Linked DNA regions of Macaca mulatta: region 2 is linked to region 1. A link is a contact called in public Hi-C data. All regions are on one chromosome and are shown on one strand. Each heading gives the region's core, a stretch centred on a gene start, on an enhancer-like site or on the middle of the called end of the contact. The rest is flanking DNA. Distances are from core to core; before and after follow the strand shown. Region 1 holds the start of RTCA (RNA 3'-terminal phosphate cyclase). Region 2 holds the start of SASS6 (SAS-6 centriolar assembly protein).

What was found. Hi-C and Micro-C count contacts between places; a contact is called where the count stands out from the background.
Region 2: a contact with region 1 is called in a Hi-C map of blood, with 4 times the contacts expected there. The contact joins the promoter of SASS6 here to the promoter of RTCA in region 1. A contact is called at or near these places in 5 of 14 Hi-C or Micro-C datasets (blood, fetal cortex germinal zone, fetal cortical plate and 2 more).

What each region holds. Positions count from the first base shown.
Region 1 is chr1:139,994,183-140,000,788 of T2T-MMU8v2.0, reverse strand. It overlaps RTCA (RNA 3'-terminal phosphate cyclase), which reads left to right and starts at 3,153. Exons shown (of 12, transcript XM_028831210.2): 1 at 3,153-3,368; 2 at 3,472-3,572; 3 at 4,455-4,493; 4 at 5,114-5,257. The coding sequence starts at 3,324.
Region 2 is chr1:140,128,313-140,134,918 of T2T-MMU8v2.0, reverse strand. SASS6 (SAS-6 centriolar assembly protein) reads right to left here and starts at 4,105. Exons shown (of 17, transcript XM_077952476.1): 1 at 3,909-4,105. The coding sequence starts at 3,973. It overlaps TRMT13 (tRNA methyltransferase 13 homolog), which reads left to right and starts at 4,321. Exons shown (of 11, transcript NM_001266714.1): 1 at 4,321-4,473. The coding sequence starts at 4,327.

The DNA.
Region 1 (6,606 bases), core at 1,904-4,403:
TTTGTTGTCTGGTGTTATTTCATGTGATGTTTGCTTAGATTCAACTATGTGTTTACATTTTCTTTGCCCATCACTTCTTCTTAGACTCTCCTTCTGAAGTAATTTTTCTTTCTGAAGTACATCCTTTAGAACTTCCTTTAGAAAGTGTAGATAGATGTTAAATTCATTTTCCATGTATCTGGAAATTATTTTATTTCTATACTTTAATTCTTGAAAGATGATTTTGCTGAGTACCCAATTCTAGGTTGAAGGTTATTTTCTGTCAGCATTCTGAATATACAATTCTACTCTTTCTGACTTCCATTGTTTTATTGAGGAATCAGTTATTGGTCTGTCATTTGTCATTAAAATAACCCAGGATTTAACCCAACTCTGCCACTTTATTGTTCTGTCATCTTGGCATGTCACTTCCAATTCCCTAGGCCTCAGTCTTTTGTTGACCAAAGAGAGATAAGAACACCAAACTCACAGCTTTGTTATGAACATTAAGACAGATCATGTATATGAAGGCACTACATAAGTGCTTATTATTACCACAGTGAGCTCATCTCTACATTATATTACTGTCTTGTTCTTTTTCCCCTACCACTGGAAGTAGTTAGAATGGGGCAAATGGGTCATAGCAAGGAATTCATAGCCAAAATTAGAAATAAAAAGGCAAGGCTTCTTCTGGGAAGGTTAAGTTTCTGTAATAGGACTCAAAGATGTGTTGTGGGAAGTCAGGGACCCCGAAAAGAGGGACTGGCTGGAGCCACAGCAGAGGAACAAAAATTGTGAAGATTTCATGGACCTTTATAAGTTCCCAAATAGTACTTTTATAATTTCTTATGCCTGTCTTTACTTTAATCTCTTAATCCTGTTATCTTCGTAAGCTAAGGAGGTACATCACCTCAGGACCACTGTGATAATTGTGTTAACTGTACAAATTGATTGTAAAACATATGTGTTTGAACAATATGAAATCAGTGCACCTTGAAAAAGAACAGAATAACAGCGATTTTTAGGGAACAAGGGAAGACATCCATAAGGTCTGCCTGCCTGAGGGGTTGGGCAAAAAGAACCATATTTTTCTTCTTGCAGAGAGCCATAAATGGATGTGCAAGTAGGAGAGATATTGCTAAATTCTTTTCCTAGCAAGGAATATTAATATCAGTACCCTGGGAAAGGAATGCATTCCTGGGGGGAGGTCTATAAATGGCCGCTCTAGGAATGTCTGTCTTATGCAGTTGAGATAAGGACTGTGATATGCCCTGGTCTCCTGCAGTACCTTCAGGCTTACTAGGGTGGGGAAAAACTCTGCCCTGGTAAATTTGTGGTCAGACCAGTTATCTGCTCTTGAACCCTGTTTTCTGTTATTTAAGATATTTATCAAGACAATACATGCACCACTGAACATAGACCCTTATCAGCAGTTCTGCTTTTGCCCTTTGCCTTGTGATCTTTGTTGGACCCTTAACAGTAGTTCTGCTTTTGCCTTTTGTCCTGTTCCCTCAGAAGGATGTGATCTTCGCTAGGCCCTTACTAGTAGTTCTGCTTTTTGCCTTTTGAAGCATGTGATCTTTGTACCTACTCCCTGTTCTTACACTCCTTCCCCTTTTGAAACCCTTAATAAAAACGTGCTGGTCTGAGACTCAGGTGGGCATCACGGTCCTACCAATATGTGATGTCACCCTCAGTGGCCCAGCTGTAAAATTCATCTCTTTATACTGTCTCTCTTTATTTCTCAGTTGGCCGACACTTATGGAAAATAGAAAGAACCTACGTTGAAATATTGGGGGCGGGTTTCCCCAATAAAGATGTCAGAGGGGGTACAGCTTTTTAATATTCCATCCCTACCATCAGTCCCTTACTTCAACTTCTCATTATCTCTTGCTGGATAATTGCATCATTGGTGTTTCTCCCTTCAGGCTCTTAAGCCTCTTATTTACCCTCCTCATACTGCCAAAGCCTGCATTCTAAAATGCAAATTTATTACTTCTGTGATTAATACCTTATGGCAAATTCCAGATTTGGTTAAGTACATAGTCTGTGTGTTCCCTAAAACATTCTCTGTCGCAAAGCAGCACAGTGTTGGTGTTCACATCAGACCACCCAGGTTCATATCTTAGTCTTCTAGTTAAAATTGTGTGACCTTGTAGCAAATAGTTTAACACAGGAAGCTGTAAAACAGTAAAAACAGTAAGTACTTTATCACGATGTGAACGCATGCAGTGCACAACACCTAAGTGCTCAATAAATGTTGCCTGTTATTGTTAGAGAATATTATTAATATATTGTAATTGTCCCCATAATAAACTGTAAATAGATACAGTACATGTTAATTATTATTATTGAGGATGACATTGTAATTGATTACGTCTCAGTCTCTCCATTATACCTCCAATAACTTCGGGGGTAGACGCTGACTTACTCTTTTTGCTTCCCTAGAGGTTTACATGTTATTTGGTACTCAATTATGTAGGAACTGAGCCACAGGCAGAACCGAGAAGCTGGCTGTTGCTTCTGCCCTCGCCTGAGGTGAATTGTCAGCTGCACTGTTCCTCGGAGTCAAGGGCTCACACTCACTCTCAAGCAAAATGGCATAACTTTGGCTTTTCAGAGTATTGAACTAGTGATTCTGCCTTGCCTGCCCCTCAAATAAATGGTGTGTCACCCTAGAAACAAAGATAACACACTCTGCATATACAAACACGCACTCAGCGAGGAACGAAAGGTTAAGACTATCAATGGAACAGGGCGCACACACTTCGAGAGACAGGTACAGTGAAAGCCAACCAGAGAGAAGGTGGTCGGTGCATCGCAGGGTCCCGATCTTTCTTGCACCTTCAGCTCTAAAAGTCGGCATCTCGGGGTATGCCAGGGTCCTCGAGAAAACAGATATAAACACATATTTACCCGCAAAACAGAGATAAAGCACAAGCCTGCGGGATAACTGGCGGAATTATCTTACAGTTGAGACTTTCTGCAACCTGCAGATTTTGCTGTGTCCAAGGCACAAGTCTTTCAGGGCTCCTGCGCACCTCAGCGACAGTCACCTCACCTCTCCGGCAGCTTCCTCGCCCTGACCGCGGCGTTCCCAGCGCGGCGCCTTTAAGCCGAACTATGCGCATGCGCACCCACTGCAGACCTGGGCGAACCCGGGGGTTCGTTTCAGCTGACTCCGGTGTCCCGAGAGGCGCCGCTTCTTCCGCTTTTTCGCCAGGATCCTGCAGCACCAGGCGTGAACCGAGATTTCTGAACTACTGGGCGGGAGCCAACGTCTCTTCTTTCTCCCGCTCCGGCGAAGGCTTTGTCGCTGCGGGCTGGGCCCCAGGGTGCCCCCCATGGCGGGGCCGCGGGTAGAGGTCGATGGCAGCATCATGGAAGGGGTGAGTGCAGAGCGAAGCGGCCGGGGCTGCCGCCAGACTAAGGAGGGCAGCTCTCTCCACCGGTGTGCTTACGTCTCTTCTCCCTGTACCCCACCCTTTGTAGGGCGGCCAGATCCTGAGAGTCTCTACGGCCTTGAGCTGTCTCCTGGGCCTCCCCTTGCGGGTGCAGAAGATCCGAGCCGGCCGGAGCACCCCAGGCCTGAGGTAAATCTGGCTGGAGGGAGACTTGGGCTGTGAAGTTGGGGGATGCGGGGGGGCATCGGGCTGACGGGCTGGGGCATCGGGAGTCCGAGTGGTGGAAACCAGCAGGTCCCGGACGCAGGTATGGGCGATCCAGGGCGGGGACGCTCTGCCTGGGCGGTGGCCTGGGTTGTAAGAGCTTGAAAGCCTCGAGGGGTGAGTTTATAAATGGTTTCGAGTTTTCTCTGTTTGGCTAAAATAGTCTCATTTGCTAAAGAGCTAGCTTTTAAAATGTTTTCCCACCTCACCAGGCATTCCAAATATCCAAATAGCACGTATGAGCGGGCAAGATAGGGCAGAAATACTTGTGAGGCCAGAGGAAACCCTGTTTTTTTAACTAGTGCATTCTGTGCTCCTGCCAGTTTTAGAATCATAAAACAGTAAAGGATCCTGAGATGTGTTATTCCAGCTTTCGTTCATACCTCCAGAGAGCTGTTACGACCAGAATGATCTGTTGTGGAGAGGGAAACACCTTGACACTTGACCTTATTTCTTCTGTCTGGGTAGCTGGGCATGCCACTAGTTGAGTTTCAGGTACATGCACCTGTTAGAAGAGGACCCAGGTTTGAAGCCGCACTGATTGCTTTGTATGTATTCTGTATTTATTACATTTTAATAAATCGGCGAGCTCAGTCTTTTGTCTACAGTTTTGAAATTACCAAAAGGCAATTACTGATATATGTTAATGTTAATTGCCTTTGTCATAGTTGTTTGCAGCCCTCCAGTTCACCAACAAGGGAATCCAATTCATTAGGCTGTAGGTGTTGTATTAGTTTGCTAGGGCTGCCATAACAAAATGCCACACACGGAGTGGGGCTTAAACAACAGAAATTTATTTCCACACAGTTCTGGAGGCTGGAAATCCAAGATCAAGGTCCTGACAAGGTTGGTTTCCTCTGAGAGCCATGAGAAAAGGATCTGCTCCAGGCCTGTGTTTTTGCCTGTTCACATGGTGGTTCCTCTGTGCACCTTACCCCTAGCGTCTCTGTATGTCCTAGTTTTTCTTTTTTTTTTTTTAAATAAGGTTACCAGTAAGATTGTATGATGGCCTTATTTTAACTTAATTATCTCTTTAAAGGCTCTATCTCCAAATATAGTCACATTCTGAGATGTGGAGGGTTAGAGTCTCAGCATATGAATTTAGGGGGGACATAGTTCAGCCCATACAGGCACCATAGATTATTCAGTCAAGTGCAAGCGAGACTGGTGGCGCTGAAATAACTATTAGTTTTCTTCTTTTGCACACTTCTAATTTGCAACAATATATCAGGGTATGTATTTATAGTTAGAAATAACTGGTCTTTAAGGAAGTGTTAAAATGATACCTACTAGCAGGTTGTCTAGGTGCGTAAAAACCCAGAAGGAAGCTGACACTGAAGATGTGGCACTTACTGTGGTTAGACCTTGCTGTTTTCTTGCCATTGCAGTTTTATAAATTTGTCATAAAATGTGGGGATATAGGCAGTCTGAATGCACACGTTTTGATGCAGTATTATGACCTGAAGGCCTCAACATTTATCTGGACTGGAAATGATTCGAGATTTGTGTGATGGGCGACTGGAGGGGGCAGAAATTGGCTCAACAGAAATAACCTTTACACCAGAGAAGATCAAAGGTGGAATCCACACAGCAGATACCAAGACAGCAGGGTATGTATCACTTAACTTTCCATTTAAGTAACCTGGATTTAAGTCCAGGTTTTGCCACTTTCTGGGCAAGTTGCTTAACGTCTATGAGCTTGTTTCCCTACTTTTATGTTTTATTTTTTTGAGACAAGGTATCCCTCTTGCCCAGGCTGGGGTGCAGTGGTGCAATCACTGCTCACTGTAAGCTGTAAATCCTGGGCCCAACAGGTCATCCCACCTCAGCCTCTGAGTAGCTGGGACCATAGGCACACACACCGCCACGCCCAGCTAATTTTTGTATTGTTTGAAGAAACAAGGTTTCGCCATGTTTTTCAGCTGGTCTTGAATTCCTGAGCTCAAGCAATCCACCCACATTGGCTTCCCAAAGTTTGGGGATTACAAATGTGAGCCACCACACCTGTCCAATAAATATTTATTGAATTAATGAAATTCATTATTACTGATAGAGACGTCCCAGTTGAATACTTAAGCATCATTGTGTAAGTAAGTTAAATAAAGATCTGTCTTTTAGTAGGTAGGAGCCTATGTCGAATTCCCTTTCAAACTACTTATGAATATGATTGCTTTCACTTAACTTTAGAGAAGGGAGATAAGGGCTCATTTAGAAACAACCAGGCCAGGTGGGGTGGCTCATGCCTGTAGTCCCAGCACTTTGGGAGGCCGAGGTGGGTGGATCACTTGAGCTTATGAATTTGAGACCAGCCTGGGCAACATGGCAAAATCCCGTCTCTACAAAAAAAAAAATATACACACACACACACACACGTATATATATACACACACACACGCGTATATACACATGTATATACACATATATACACACACACATATATATATATATATATATATAAAATATATATAAATTAGCTGGGCATGGTGGTACATGTCAGTAGTCCCATCTACTTGGGAAGCTGAGGCTTGAGCCTCGGAGGTGGAAGGTGCAGTGAGCCGAGATTGTGCCACTGCACTCCAGCCTGGGTAATGGAAGGAAACCCTGTCTCAAAGAAAAGCTAATGACCAAATGTTTCACTTTATAACATTCATCATGTTACATAACTATTTCTTGTGATTTCTCACATTATTTGACTATAAGGACCAAACAAGCAAGTAAAGCAAGCATTACTTCACTAAAACTTTTCCATGTGAAATATTTAGCTGTTAGTCTTTTTTTTTTTTTTTTTTTTTTTTGTCTCCCAGGCTGGAGTGCAATGGCATGATCATGGCTCACTGTAGCCTTGACCTCTCGGGCTCAGGCGATCCTCCCAAAGTGCTGAGACTACAGGTGTGCACCACAATGTCTGGTTAATTTTTAAATTTTTTGTAGAGACAGATTCTCACTATGTTGCCCAGAC
Region 2 (6,606 bases), core at 2,856-5,355, 130 kb before region 1:
GGATTCTAGGCCATCTCTGCCACCCAGTAACTGTGACCTTAAACTATCAATCAAACAAATAAAAGGTACTTTAAGCCAGGTATTGTGCCAGGTGCTAGGGATACAAACAGAAATAAACATGGTCCAGGGGCCTGGCGCAGAGGCTCACATCCGTAATCCCAGCACTTTGGGAAGCTGAGGTGGGAGGATCGTTTGAGGCCAAGAGCTCAAGACCGGCATGGGCAACATAGCAAAATCCTATCTCTACAAAAAATTTCTAAAATGAGACAGGCATGGTGGTACATGCCTGTAGTTTCAGCTACTCTGAGGGCTGAAGCAGGAGGAGAGCTTAAGCCCGAGAGTTTGAGATTACAGTTAGCCACGATTATGCCACAACACTCTAGCCTGGGCAACAGAATGACAGCCTCTCTTTACAAAAAGAAAAAAAAAAAAGAAAAATAATTTTTGGGCATAGGATGACAGAAACAAAAAAAAAAAAACATAGTTTCTGTCCTCAAATTGAGATAAGATTAATGACTTTTCCCTAGATTTGCTTCTGATTGCATTTTAGGGAGGGAAGGGTTACCAACACTTACTGAGTACCTGCCAGGTATTTTACATATACCATCTTATTTAACAATAATCTTGGTAAGTAAATATTATCTGTTTTACAAAAGAAGAACTTAATGCCCAAATAATGGTTTAAGGTCACATTACAGAGCCCAAATGAAAACTCAGATCTTTCACCTACACCACACTAATACATGAACAATGGCAATTCATTTCAACTTAGGCAACTTTGAAGGGTCCTTATAGTGAAAGGATTTAAGACACACCTGAAAGTTATGAAAGAAAAAAGCATTTGAAGCACAAAGAACAGCAGGGGTAATAGTACAGAGTGAGTATCAGGCATGTTCAGAAGGTAACAAGAATGCTTGTAAGACTTTTATATTGGAGAGATAAGCTTAGGACACAAAATTGAAAAGGCAGATTAGTGTTAAATCATGGGTATCAAAATTTTGCGTAATTTTATACCAGATGAAGTTCCCTGATCATTACCACTGTCCTCAACTGAATTTCCTTCTTCTCTGACTTTAGTGTACTTATATTACTTCAAGCATTTGTAACACATTAACACCTAAAATTTAGTGAACATTTATTATGCTCTAGTCACTGCTGTAAGCACTTTATATGTAATAATTCATTCCATTATCATAATACCATGAAGTAGGTACTGTTATTACCATCAGCTTAAAGATGAGACACAGAGAAGGAAATTGTACAAGATCAGTCAATAAGTGGCAGAACTGGGACTCAAACCCAGGCAATCTGGCTCCAGAGCCTGAATTCCTAATCTGTGCTATGGTGCTTGTCCAAGGAAAATCTTTTTATTTCCCCTATTAAAATGTGAGTTCCCTGAGGGACAGAATGAAAACAGGTTTTTGTTGGCTTTTGTTGTTGCTGGGGATGGGGGGGGCTGCATATTTACATCCTCCACATGCAGGACAGTTCCTGAGACACAGTAGACATTTGCCAATATTTGTTGAGCTGAACTGGCCTCAAATACTCAACCAAGGCGTCTGGGCTGGGTGTGGTGGCTCACGCCTATAATCCCTGCATTTTGGGAGGTTGGGGTGAGACGATCACTTGAGCCCAGGCGTTCAAGACCAGCCTGGGCAACACAGGGAGACCCCGTCTCTATTAAATTAAAAAAAAAACAACAGTCAGGCGTGGTGGTATGTGCCTGTAATTGCAGCTACTCAGGAGGCTAAGGTTGGTGAACCCTTGGGTCCGGGAGGTCAAGGCCGCAGTAAGCTGTAATTGTGCTACCATACCCCAGTCTGGGCAACCGTGAGACTCTGTCTAGGAAAAAAAAAAACAAGAGAGAGAGAGAGTCTGGGGTGTTCTTTCTATAGGTCAAGGATCACCAAATTATTCTGTAAAGGGCCAGATAGCAAATATTTTAGGCTTTGCAGGCCATAAGGTCTCTGTCACAATTACTCACCTCTGCCCTTCCTGTGCAAAAGCAGCTACAATTTGTAAACAAATGAGCATGGTTGTGTTTCAAGAAAAGTTTATTTACGAAAACAGTGAGACATCTGGCCCATGTGCTCCAGTTTGCTGACCCCTACTATCAGATAATAGGAATATATTAAAGGTTTCTAAGCAGGGAAATTGAGTTTTAAGATTAACTGTGATGGCAATGTAACCAGAAAGAGACCATCTAGGAGTTTCCATATTGAAACCAAAGTCATGGCCCCCTTTATCTTTCTATAATCATTCTAAAACAGTGTTGTCCAATGGAGATACAATGCAAGCCACAAACGTGAGCCAGATACGTAATTTTAATTTTTTTCATTTTCTTTTTTTTTTTCAGAGACAGGGTCTCACTCTGTCACCCAGGCTGGAGTACAGTGGCGCAATCACAGCTCACTGTAACCTCAAGCTTAGGCTCAAGCAATCCTCCCGCCTTGGCCTCCTAAAAGTGCTGGGACCACAGGTGGGAGCCACCACACCTAGCCTACTTTTAAATTTTCTAGAAGTCACATTTTAAAAAAAACTTTTAAAAGCAGTGAATTAGTATATACTATATACTAATATATAATAGTATAACAATACATTATTACTGTTAATAATACATTGTATTTAACCTAATATACCCAAAAATATTGCCATTTAACACATAATATAAAAACTGAGATATTTTACATTCTTTTTTCATAGTAAGTCTTAAAAATCCAACGTGCATTTTCAAACGTAAAGCACAACAATTCAGATAAGCCCCATTTCAAGTGTCTAATAACCACATGTGGCTAGTGGTTACCATACTGGACAGCATTAAAAGAATGATCAACTAAACCTACAGATCTCCATATGCAGCTGCTGGTTTTGGTACCATCTCCTCGACCGGCTTGCCACTGATTTTTGACCGAATTCTGAACTATATGTACCACAGTTTGACATTACCAGCAACTCAATAAGGCAATGTCTTCATTTCATTTTTTATGTTACATTTATACACCACTTAGTTTTCACATACGATTTCACACCTGATCCTCATTACAAACACGTGAATACGCACGTTATATCAGTTTTACAAATGAGGAAAGAACGTTCAAAGAAAAAAGAGACAACTATTGAGTGTTGGAACTGAGAAAAAAAATTAAGCCTCCTGACCTCTGGTCAACTCTATTTACGCCCCAACAAAACCACCTTCTTAATCAAAGTTGAACTTCTCTGTGCGACTGGTCTTTATTTCCTCCAGTGATTGTAAACTCCATGAAAAACAGGACTGTTTTTCCTGACCACTGTATTCCCAGTGCCCAGCAAGGTGTTTTACAAGGAGCCAATATTTACTGAATGAATTAATTAATGACGTTTCTGATTTTCTCATTGTTAGTCGGTTAAATGTAATTTACTTTTTTTTAAAGCAACTGATGTGAAGAGCCAAAGTACGCCACCAAATTGGTAGGTTTTTAAAAGTTGAATCTTACTGCCAACATACTCTCAAAAGAGAACGGGGAGAAAAGGCTCCGAGCCAAGGCCTGAGTTCTAGCGCTGACCCTGCCATGAATTGGCTGTGAGCCCTCACGTAATTTTTTTTTAACTTCTCTGGGCCAGAGTTCTTATCTGTCAAAAGGGAAGAGTAGGGCTATAATCTTCACGATTCCGTCCACAGCTAGGGTTTTTGACATTAATTTGATGTGTGCCGGCTTCCTATTTCCTCACAGCCCTCCTCCAGACCCCTCTGCAACGGCCGACTTGGCGAGAGAGGTAACCACTGGGCCCTCTGGGTTCCCTATCCGCTTCCTAGGGGGGCCGACTCGACACCTAGGTGCAAGGCGGAGCCCACTGGCCGGAACCGCCATCTTTCCCCATTGGCCTGACCCCAACCGCCACCCGCGGGCACTGGATGACGCGCTCCTTACCTCTCCTCGCAGTCTTTGCATTTCACCTGCAACGGGACTAGTTGGTGGAACAGAACTTGGCTCATGTTGGCTCGCTGTCCCGGCTGGTGTGCGGAAAAGCCCAACAGGCCCGGCCCTCGGACCTAGCCCGAGAGGCGTCCGGGTCCTGATAGAGTTTGAGTTTGGCGCTCGGCTTCTGCGGAGGAGGCGGGGAGAGTGAAACGAGGGAAAGACGTAAGAGACTTGGCCCTCGCCAGCCACCATCGGATTCTTCCGGTTCTGTGGAGGATAAGGGGAAGACGGTTGTGGTAGTTCCGGGCATTAACTTGTGTGGCGGGAGCTGAGGCAGCCATGTTTGTTAAGGGAAGGGGACCCGAAGGAAGCTGACAACTTTTCTTCTGGTTGCCGGGTGCTGGACAACCAAAGTCAGCCCTGAATTATGGCGACCTCCGCGTCGTCGCCGCACGCGACTGGTTTTCCAGCTGAGGGTAGATGCGGTTACTATGTGGAAAAGAAGAAACGGTTCTGCAGGATGGTGGTGGCCGCAGGGAAAAGATTTTGTGGTGAACACGCTGGAGCCGCGGAGGTGTGGTATCGCCTTACTCTCTCCAGAGTCGGAAATAAGTATCCTGGTCCTGTCGGTGCTGGAACCCGGCCCCTCCCCTCTTTGACAGGTTTCTGCTTGTGTCCCCCGGATCCTCCAGCTTTCACTTTAGTAAACCCAGTTTTGCCCTCCTTGCCGACCGATTATGAGTTCTAGTGATGAGAAATGTTTTAGTTTACCAAGCAAAGCGCCGGCAGCGACCCATTTATCTTGATCTTAACTCATGGTAATGCTAGGTTTTAATTTTACCCCAAGCTACCGCTCCGTCTCCCTGCTGGAAAGTGGTAGTTTAGAAAAAGCAGTGATTGAAGTCCCGAAGGTTTCACTAGTTGTGTTCTAATTGTTATTTCGTGAAAGAGAAGCACTTCTCGTGAATGCGGTTGGAAAAAACTTTCTTTTAAAAATTTAGACTTGAGGCCCGGCGCGGAGGCTCACGCCTGTAATCTCAGCACTTAGGAAGGCCGAGGCGGGCGGATGACTTGAGGTCAGGAGCTCGAGACCAGCCTGGCCAACACGGTGACATTTCTCTCTCTACTAAAAATAAGATCAGCTGGGCGTGGTGGCGCGCGCCTGTAACCCCAGCTACTCGGGAGGCCGAGGCAGGAGAATCACTTGAACCCAGGAGGTGGAGGTGGCAATAAGCCAAGATCACGCCACTGCATTCCAGCCTGGGTGACAGCCAGACTGAATCTCAAAAAAGAAAAAAAAACATGTTTTTTTCGACTTACAGTTTTTAAGAATGCAACTTTGCTGGAATAGGAAGGAAAGATTTTTAAATATATACGAATTGACCTTTTACAACTGAAAACAAAGCATACAATTTTGTTTGATAATAGTTATGCATATAAATGTACTATAACACTGTATATTTGTATGTATGTATATTACTTTAGGATATATGTGAGATGGGAAAATAAAAACCAGAGGAGCAAAATGCTGATAGGAAGAGAGCATGTCTAATAGAACTATAAAGAATAAACCAAAGCGATCAGCATCTGATTTCATGCTTCTGAATGTCCAGTATTATTTGCATTATTTTATTTCTTAAGGAGTTTATTCTTCTAGACAATATCCAGTGCAGATCAGTCCCCTGACCCCCTTCATCTGCCACTCCCTATCGTAGTTATAGCCTACTTCCTATTTTGTTTTGACTGGCATTTACCAAAAGTGAAGCATACTGAAAAAAGGACATTCTTGTTATGGAATATGGGAGACGTGACTTGCTGTGGGAACTCTGAATTATGCCCATAGTCGTATTAACTGGTCTTGAGGGGACTGGCAAACATCCGTTGTTGAAGAAGGAGAGTTATGATAGGAGAATGATTTAGACTCCACCTTATCCAGATATATGGAAGACGAATACAAATGGTGATGATAGTAGAATACGAATAAATCCTTACAAGCCGATCAGTATTCCTAGAGAGGAACGACATATCGTCGTTAGCCCCTTGAAGAGAGACTGCAAAACATCAAGTGGAAACACTTTTCATGACTACTATCTGGTTTTAAATTGTGGCTATCCTCCTGAATCTGTAATTTATAACTGAATGTTGTGTTTCCATCTTTTTTTCTAAGTGTCATATGTAGCTGTGATGACACCACTTTAACTCATTTTTACGCAGTGGTTCTCGACAGGGATTGATTTTGTTCCCAGTGGACACTTGGCAAAATGAAGACATTTTGGTTGTCAAACTGAAGAGTATCACTGACATCTAATGGATAGAGACCAGAAATGCTGCTAAACCTCCTACAAATCACGGGACACCCCCTGCACTCACCCCCTCAAAAGAATCACCAGCCCAAAACATCAGTAGTGCCAAGATTCAGAATTCCTGTTTCTAAATTCAACTAATAAATTTTAAATGTGCTTTTTTTTCCCCTATGCTATGGTTAGGCTTTGGGGGTTAGAAGAGTCTTTTACATGGAGGTTAGGATTTAAAGCCAGCAATAAGGAAGAAATAATAACACAGTTTATTGAATATACAATATTTTCCAAAAAAATGAAAATTTATTAGTTTTCCCATGAAATTCAGTGTGAATAGCTTCATAGACATGCTGAGAGTCACGTTCAAACAGAAATAAATTTTTAAAAGAATAATAATAACAGACACTTAG